3 separate regions of the Sus scrofa genome follow, and regions 2 and 3 are each linked to region 1. A link is a contact called in public HiChIP or PLAC-seq data. All regions are on one chromosome and are shown on one strand. The core of a region is the stretch at or near the end of the contact, and the rest is flanking DNA. Distances in the headings are between cores, read along the strand shown.

Region 1 (2,762 bases), core at 65-2,564:
ACCCCCACCCCATCCTCAACTAAAACAGATCTGAAACTCAGAAAGCCTAACTACCCCTACATATAAAAATATATCTGCAAGTCACTCAGAGATTTTACTTCCTTACGCAAAAAACATAAGAGCCTCTAAATGGGAAGAGGTAAAGAAAAAAAGAATATGTTTTCAGTACCCCTGTAGTCTATGGAATGACTCCAAAACTGAATATTACAGTCATGACTATTTGAAAATTGCACTGTGACACTTCTAAGAGTAAATTGCTCTATTCGTTTCTTTCTTTCCCTTCAATATGAAATGAAGATAAACAGTGAAAGTGGCATTGCTTTGGCCTGTTCAAACACCAGGCTCTCCTCTTAGAAATACTGTTGGTATGAAATTTTCCTGACATGATTTTAAACTCCAATGTGCACCCTGCCAGCTCTTCATCAGAAGGTACTGTTGACTGCCAAGAGCCATTCATCAAAAGAAGACATGGATGCACAAGGTCCTGGAAAAGGTGTGGGACTCTGTTTCTCTGCAGGCAGTCTCCCCTTCTCTGTCCCTTTTTGGCCCATGTGAGAACCCCAAAAGAGCACACTCCCTCCTCGCAGTGATGGGAGCCATGGGAGGACAGCAGGGCTCACAGAGACCTTATGGTTTTCTGTATCCCTAGTGACATAACTGGAGAAGGGCAGAAAAGGGCAGAACATGTGCTTACACTGGCCTAAGACTAGGCAAACTCTGGGGACTTTCCAGGCCATGTCCCACCATCCCCAGAGGCTTCACATCCCTGTCAGCTTTGGGCAAGTGCACAGCTACAACACCTTGGTTGACATGGACTCTGGGCGCCCATCCAATAAGCCTGAGCTACTTTCCTGACAACTCTTTATTTTCTCAAGACATTTGAAAGGCAAAGGAGAGGAAATGGTCCTAGAAGGTAAACAGGCTACTTTCATTTACAAACTTGATATTTTAAAACAAGGCTAACCTAAATTATTTGAAGGTCTTAGATTTAATTTGTGCCACCAGTAACCAAACATTTTTAATAGTTAGTAGGTATAATGAACTGAAAACTATAATAAAGATACCAGCAACATTCAGACCACATAGAGGGTGCAAAAAGAAGAGAGCACTTAGAAAAATATCCAGCCAAAATATAGCCAAGCCATCCTTTCTAAACTTTTTATTTTATACCTGGGGTAGGGCATAAGAAGGAGTGATGTTAGCTTTTGGTTTTTTGCTTGCGAAAGCACATTTCATTTTTGAGCTGGGCTGTGCCAGTTAGTGACATAATGTCCACATGGTAATATGATACAGTAAGCACAAATGCAGCACACAGACCAGACTGCGGCCTGGGAAAGACAAGCTCTGTCCATATATCAACGGGAATGGCCTGGAACTCGGGGAGTGAGTATTTTGAAGCAATCGCACATGAATTCACCTTCAGGAGATTAGAAGCTGATGTCACCAGGAGAGTGAAGTCATCAGAAATGACCTAAACTGATGGGACATTGCCAGAACAAAGCCACACTGTGCAGACACACAGCTTAACTCCTTCTGAGCTTAAGATTTCTCTGAGGTGGTTTTTTGTTTTTTTGGTTTTTTTGGTGAATATGAAGAGCTTTCAATGGAGACACAAAACCAATATGACTCCCACTCTCCTTGGCATCAGCCAGCTTCACTTGATGAAAGGGCTTGAAAATAAGTAAGTTCCACTAACTAAAGGCTCTAGAGGTAAGCCTCCATCTTTTCATCCCAGAGTTCTCCCCAGTCTGCACAGACCCCAGGGGAATCGTACTAGTGGGCTTTTAATAAACAGTAACTGATTTGCAATAAATAGAAGTGTTGGCAAAAGCTGGTCCCAGAGTGGAAGAGTTGGGGCTCTGGAACGGTGGTGAGATACAGTCCCTCTGCAAAACAGCTCTCAGTGGAGACCTCCATGAACCAGAAAGAAATAAGATGCTGGGCTGTCCCTGCCTCCACGAAGTTGCTTAGCAGCCAGGATATCTACTTGTTAGCTTCATTCTTAAAAACCAGTACCACTTGTTTGTTGCATTCCCTTCAAAAATCATCCCTTGGCTACTGGAGACATCATAGGCCAATCATACCTCACTTAAATAACAGCAACATAACTTCAAAAGTTAAACGTTACTCAGACATAGGAAATACTTTCAGATAAATGCATCACCTTCTAGACTGTGGCCATGTTAACAGTGAATTATCAAAAACCAAAAACCAGCTAAAGAATATCATGCTGGAGGATTCTCAGAGGCAGGAATTTGAACCTAACCTCCTCTCTGGGATGAACGTAGCTTTTGGAATCTACAATCCATAATCAAGTGGGCAAAAGCACCTTACAAGCAAAAAAGTATTCACTGAAGAATATTCTGATTTCCTGATGATCCTCCACCAAGCGAAGATAAAGGACCAATGTCAAAAGGTATGACCCTGAATGAGGAGGCAGACTAGGAAGGTGGCTGTCTACATGGAGCAGTGGAAGTTATGTATAGAAAATCTCCTACTGTGATATCTCCCCCTCCCTAATGCCTGCCATGTGCCTAAAAATGAAACAACTTGCCCTAAGACCTTGCTTTTCACCTTCTTCTCATAACCATCCATGTAAAGAATACATTTTGTAGCACCACTCAGTATTGTCTCCTATACACACAACTGTTAGCAAAACCAATACTTTCCCTGCTGCCTAAGATGTGCTCTGATAATTTCTCTTCCGTTTCATTCTACTTCATTTTTCAGTGCTGATTTGATCCATTAACTTAACAACCACT
Region 2 (2,703 bases), core at 147-2,646, 190 kb before region 1:
CTACCTAAAGAAGAGAAAGAACTGTGAGTCAGAGGTCTCAACTCACTGTTCCATCCTTCTCCCCCAGACCTGGACCTTCAAATTTCATTGTGTCTCAGCTGTACCTGTTTCCCAGTGACTAGGAATCAGGATTCTCTTCTGCTAAGAATCCTAAGTGGGATGGAGTGTCCCTATTCTGTCTCACAAACAGCACTCTAAGAAGAGCAGTGGCGCCTCACAGGACAGGAAGAACAGGAAGAATTGAGACACTGGTGACTGTGGCTTCATCCAACTGCTGCGAGTGAACAAATGTAAAAGATGTATTTTTGCTCTCTCAGATGGGAAAGGAGTCCCTGGACTGTGTCCATGTAGAGTTCAGGGTTGGATTTCTAGGAAAGCCTCAGTGAGGGGCTGAATTATGTGCTATTAACTCAAGCTGCAGCTGTCCTGGGGGTCAACAGAGCTGTCTGAGCTCATGTTACATGCGTACACTGGTGGCCAGAGCTTAGGGGCTAGTGTCACTGGGAGTCAATCCTGAGATATCCAAACCAGCCTAGGAGGCACATGCGTCCCTGTCACTGTCCCTCATGTCCACCTCTGGACACTATCACCTGGGGTCCAAAGTTCAGCTGTTCTTAGACACAAATTATAAACACATTCTACAACTTCTGTGAACCATCTGGAGCAGGTTCAGAGCACAGGACTGCACTGCCAAGGACTTTAAGGCTTAAGAATTGACTCCCAGATAACAGCTCTTCTCAGCAAGGAAATCTGCCCAGGTCCCTAGGTGCCCAAATAGCCCTGTTGATAAAATGAGCTCTGCTGCAGACTCACTCAGCTCCTCCAGTTGTGATTCCCAATGCTGAGTGACCACCATGGGCGCTTGATGTTTGTTCTTCCCTTTACAACTCCTTCTTCACTGTCAATTTCCTGCCCATCCTCCACCCAAGCTGCTCATTTAACAGTGCCAGCTGATCAGCTCTTAGAGAACAGAGTGTGCCTTTAAGGCTCCTTAGAGGAGAAGTACTTGACAAGTACAAAATGGAAAAATTTTTCGACAAATGTGACATTTAATTTGAAGTATCAGCCATAATGATCAACATCAATAAATTCATTTATTTTCCATTAAGACATTGTGTGTGTGTGTGTGTGTGTGTGTGTGTGTGAGAGAGAGAATTCACAGGCACTGTGCAGTGTCCCACTCTCTCCCTCTCTCTTGTCAGTGCATCTGCGCATGTGTTTGTTCACTGAGCCGTGTCCAGCTTTCTGGGCTCCTCCACTGGCAGCCTGTGCCCTCCCTAATCAATAAGAAACCAGACAAATTGGAGGCATGCAGCTATTTCCACCGGTTCACAGAGGGAAAGCTTTGGTGCACTCCCTAGAGGCTAGGCCAGGCCTGTGAGTTGAAGCTGTAGAAGGAAGCTGACTTGTAAACCTTCCTCCACAATCAGGGTTTACTCTGTTTATTCTGTCAATCCTGTTTATTCTTTCAACTCTGGCTTCTCAGCAGAACAGCTCATCACACTACACCCAAATTGTGGGGACACATAGAAAACATCCAAAAAGAACCAGAGAGAGCTCACTCCTGCTGATTCATTCACTAAGCCATTTGTTAGCAAGCTAGTTTGGGGTTTCTCTTTTCCACAATATTTCAACACTTAGGGAATTAAAACTGCCAGCTGTTCTCTTCTTCAAATAAGATACCCTGGATAATTGGGAATTTAAAGTAAGTTTCACTCTTAAAGTCCCCTTCTAAAATATGTCTGACCAAAATAATCAGTTCTCGAAATAACTTGGAAATCCAGACCATACAGAAGAGTCATGTATAACATTAAGGACAGAGTTATTCAGAAGTTGGTAAACATACACTGAAGCAGTCCTGGTTTCTAAGATTTAAAATGTAAAACCAAATGACTCATAATTTCTGAATTATGGCTCTGGATGCGAGCTTACAGAAAGCTACAAATATCAAATTGGACATAGCGTAGCTGAGAAACTGTGAAATCAGCAAAGACCTGACTCCAATTCTACACTTGCTGTGCAACCTGAAACAAATGATATGCTCTGACTAAGCCTCAGTTGTTCTCATGACTAAAATGGGAATCATGAGTCATCCCTCAACTCGGTGAATTTTTGTGGGGATTCAGACTAGGAAATGCATTGTAAAATTGTTTCTGGCTCATAGTAAGTACTTCGTAAATGAAAATTACTGGACACACATTTTACAGATAATATCTTCAAAAATCAGGAACTTAATTTTAAAATTTAGGAGACAAGGAAGACCACTTTGAGGAAATATCTGACTCTGCAATCAGATAATGAAACATCTTAGAAATACAGATTACTCGGAGCAGACCTAAGTGCCAGGGACAGGGCTCATACCCAGCTGACACACAATAAACATTTATTGACATTGACCATGGTTACTTCAGGTTAAAAATAAAACATTTGGAAGAATTACAGAATCACTTGTGGTTATTTCTGAAATATTATGACATCAAAGTAAGAATTCAAAGTATCACCACCACAAAATAAAATAAAATAAATAAAATAAAATAAAATAAAACCTGGGTACCAGTTTTGTTTAAAAAGACCCGAATAACCCAAAACTCAAGTATTGCTTGTAAAGCAAAAGTTCATAAAATTATAAAACCAGAATTAAGAAAGGCTTCCTAGAAATGGACAGAGGCTCATCAACTTCAGCAGAGAAGTTTCTTTATCAAC
Region 3 (2,893 bases), core at 107-2,606, 210 kb after region 1:
GTTCAAATGTTTTTGTCACAGATCAAACTTCCAGTAACTCCCTAAAAACTGTATTACCCCCACTGAGGTTCAGGTCTGCAAACTCTTTGGTCCGCAGATGTCCGGGAAGCCGTAAGTGAGCTCGCACTAAGCCCGGCTGCACCTGCGGAGGAGGGAGAGCGTCTACGCGCGTCTCGGAACTGCCGCACTGTACTTCCCGCGCTCCGCCGGCTAGCCGGCGAGCTGCCGCCAGCCACCCCCGCGTCCCTCGATCCCCCGCCCTCAGCCAATCGTGCGGGGGCCGGGAAGGATGGGCATCCCAACGTCTGAGGAAGCGGCCGCTCGAGTGACTAGTCGGGCCCCTGGCTCCCAGGAGAGGCCCGGACGCGCGCACACTCCGGCACCAGGGCGCTGGCGCTCCAGAGGCGGGGAGGAGGGTAGAGGGCGGAAGCGCGGAAGGCTTGCAAGCACACCCAAGAGCTGCAGACCCCGGGGCCCCATTGGGTGACTAGGGCGCGGGTGCCCACGTTGTGCGCGACGCCTGGGCCACGACCGGAGCCCACGAGCTGGGTGCCCAGCCGAGTGAGGCAGCCGCCGCCGCCGCCGCCGCCGCCACGGAGCCTGGCGGGCGGCGCGGAGCCCCGGGGAGCTGGTTTTCCCGGGCGGGCACGTGATGGGGTTGGCAGCGCTCTGGCCGGGACTGGGAGGGGGAAGCGGCGAGCTGGAGGCCGGGGGCGGGCGGGCGGCTGGCGCGCTGTGTACTTAGGTCGTGTGCTGGGGCTTTTCTCTCCCAGGAGCCGGCGGGGGAGGGGAGGAGGAGGGGCCACCGCTCCGCCTTCTCCTTTTCGCAATGTTGACGCAATCTATAAATAGTGGAACAAAAGGACCAACTTCCTCGGAGCTTTGCTGAAACTGCACAAAAAAATCGAGCTGGGGGGTTCCCTGGTCCCTGATGATGGGGCGGGGAGCGCGGCGCCGGGGGAGGGGGCGGGCGCGGCAGCGCGGGCCCCGCCGAGGGGGGACACCTGGCTGAGCCACAGCCGCTGCCGCCGCGCCGCTCCGCGGGAACCAGGGCTCCGTTCCCTGCGCGGGCTCGAGAGCTCGCCCCGACCTGGGGGTCTTCCTTCTCTGCCGTTGACAGGTCAGTCTGCACCGCCCCTTTCAACACTGGGTTTTCTTTTCCCTCCCCCAAGCCTCTACTTTTAGCAGGGAACCGAGGGGGAAAATAGAACGAGGCGCAGCAGTGACAGCCATCCAATCGGGAACCCCAGCAGTGCACGGCGGGGTGGCCGAGGGGGTTCAAGGAGGCATTCTGTGCTTGGCCCCTCGTCGTACAGCCAGCGGCCGCGCGGCGGCCCGAGACGAAGCCAAGCAGGACTTGCGTGCGCCGCCCAGGAGGCAGGGATAGTGGAGGCGGGAGCGCCGCGGAGGCGCGGGCCGCTGGGTAGGGGGGTCGACGGCTGGCTCCCGGTTGCGGATCCCGCCGGGGGGGGGTCAACCCCCAGCGGAGACGTGCCAAGACCAGGAGGCTGCTGAGCGCAACTCGCCCCCTCTGAGCTTGGACCTTGCGTCTCCGCCTCGTCCTGCGCCTGCTATGGGAGGGTTCAGCGGAGAAGCGCTGCCGCCGCACGCCACCGCGCACCCTGGCTCCGGCGTCCACGCATCCAGCGCGCTGGGAATTGGGGATAGGTGAGGACCGAAGGCACGCTCTCTTCCAGGAGCCCGGACCTAAGCCGGAGCGCCAGCCGCGCCGCCGTGGCGGTTACACTGGGCGCGGGGGAGGGGGCGGAGCTGGCGCTGTTGACAGCCGTGCTGGAGCGGGGAGGGCGAAAGTTGGAGAGAAGGGACTGGGGGAGGGAGCGCGCGCGCGGGATTCGGCGGGGAGTCGGGAGGGGGGGTAGCGTCACGTGACAGGCAGACGCCCCCGCTACAGGCCGACAGTAGAGGTGACGTCACCATCCCCTGACTGCAGGGGGTGGCACTTCCGTTCCCTCCCCCATATCTGCTCCCCCAGCCCCCAAACCGGCGGCTGCTGCCATTTCAAACGTGTGGGAGTGGGCGGAGGGGGAGACAGGGGTTTTCCTCAAGGCCTTAGCCCCTAACTGCTTCCCCAGCTGCCCAGAGTCCCGAGCCTATAACCTGAGCAGAACCCAAGGCCGCCCTCTCTGGACGCGCCTCTTTGTGTGAGCGGGCAGCCCTGGGCGGAGGCTGGTACCGGCCCCCTGCGGCTCCCAGCTCCGGAGGGGGCGGGGACAGTCCAGGAGCGGTCAAGGCCAAGTCCCGCTGTCGGAGAACGCCATCCGAGGTCCGACGTCTACGCCTGGCTGGGAAGAGGCGGCCTTGCCCACGTTCTTTGGGTGCTGGGTGGTTGGGGACCTGCTTATCGGCATGGGCCTAGAGTCTAACCTCATGGGTTCTGTAGGATTCTGTCACCATTCTGGAAGACGCGATCCCAGCAGTCGTTATAAGCTATTTGGGGAAACTCCGGGTTTTGGTGACTCAGCGCGGTAAGCGCTATTTATAAGTTGATGTGTTAGCTGCAGGGAAATACTCTTCGTTGTGATCTGTCTACCCAGGGAGGGCAAAGAGCTCGGTTTTGAGGCAACAATTAAGTGACTTTTTGAAAAAGGAAAGGGTTGACTTAAAGAAAGCGTGTGCTGTAGGCAGACTTAGAACACGGTTTATCTCAAAATTGAAACATTTTCCTGGATAGATGGAGAATTTCAAGGACGCCTGATGGTAGACAGTCTTTTTAAGTGGAGAACCAAGGAGAAATAATTCAGGTAAATGACAGAGCAGTCCTAGTAGATCCCAGAATATCATAACTATGTTGTTTATTAATTGCCGGAGTTGTTAAATACATAACACCATGTGGTGGCTGGGCATAAAGGAAAACTGGATGATGTTGAAAATT

The links. HiChIP or PLAC-seq counts read pairs in DNA pulled down with a chosen protein or histone mark.
Region 2: an H3K27ac HiChIP or PLAC-seq map of skeletal muscle shows a contact between it and region 1, with 4 times the contacts expected there. The contact joins two enhancer-like sites. A contact is called at or near these places in 1 of 47 Hi-C or Micro-C datasets (embryonic fibroblasts) and 1 of 2 datasets of contacts at active chromatin or transcription factors (skeletal muscle).
Region 3: a contact with region 1 is called in an H3K27ac HiChIP or PLAC-seq map of skeletal muscle. The contact joins two enhancer-like sites. A contact is called at or near these places in 2 of 5 promoter capture datasets (fetal liver and liver) and 2 of 2 datasets of contacts at active chromatin or transcription factors (alveolar macrophages and skeletal muscle).

The regions. Positions count from the first base shown.
Region 1 is chr11:17,478,492-17,481,253 of Sscrofa11.1, forward strand. No RefSeq gene overlaps it. Among named protein-coding and RNA genes, the nearest start is that of MIR15A, 280 kb to the right of the region's middle. Within about 2 kb of position 1,315, at least 13 of the 83 cell types and tissues checked have an H3K27ac peak or open chromatin away from gene starts, as enhancers often do. A contact at or near this core is called in skeletal muscle, where this site is marked.
Region 2 is chr11:17,289,450-17,292,152 of Sscrofa11.1, forward strand. The region is part of intron 1 of LOC110255810 (a long non-coding RNA gene); the gene reads right to left. Among named protein-coding and RNA genes, the nearest start is that of DLEU7, 320 kb to the left of the region's middle. Within about 2 kb of position 1,397, at least 22 of the 83 cell types and tissues checked have an H3K27ac peak or open chromatin away from gene starts, as enhancers often do. A contact at or near this core is called in skeletal muscle, where this site is marked.
Region 3 is chr11:17,689,370-17,692,262 of Sscrofa11.1, forward strand. No RefSeq gene overlaps it. Among named protein-coding and RNA genes, the nearest start is that of MIR15A, 67 kb to the right of the region's middle. Within about 2 kb of position 1,357, at least 81 of the 83 cell types and tissues checked have an H3K27ac peak or open chromatin away from gene starts, as enhancers often do. A contact at or near this core is called in skeletal muscle, where this site is marked.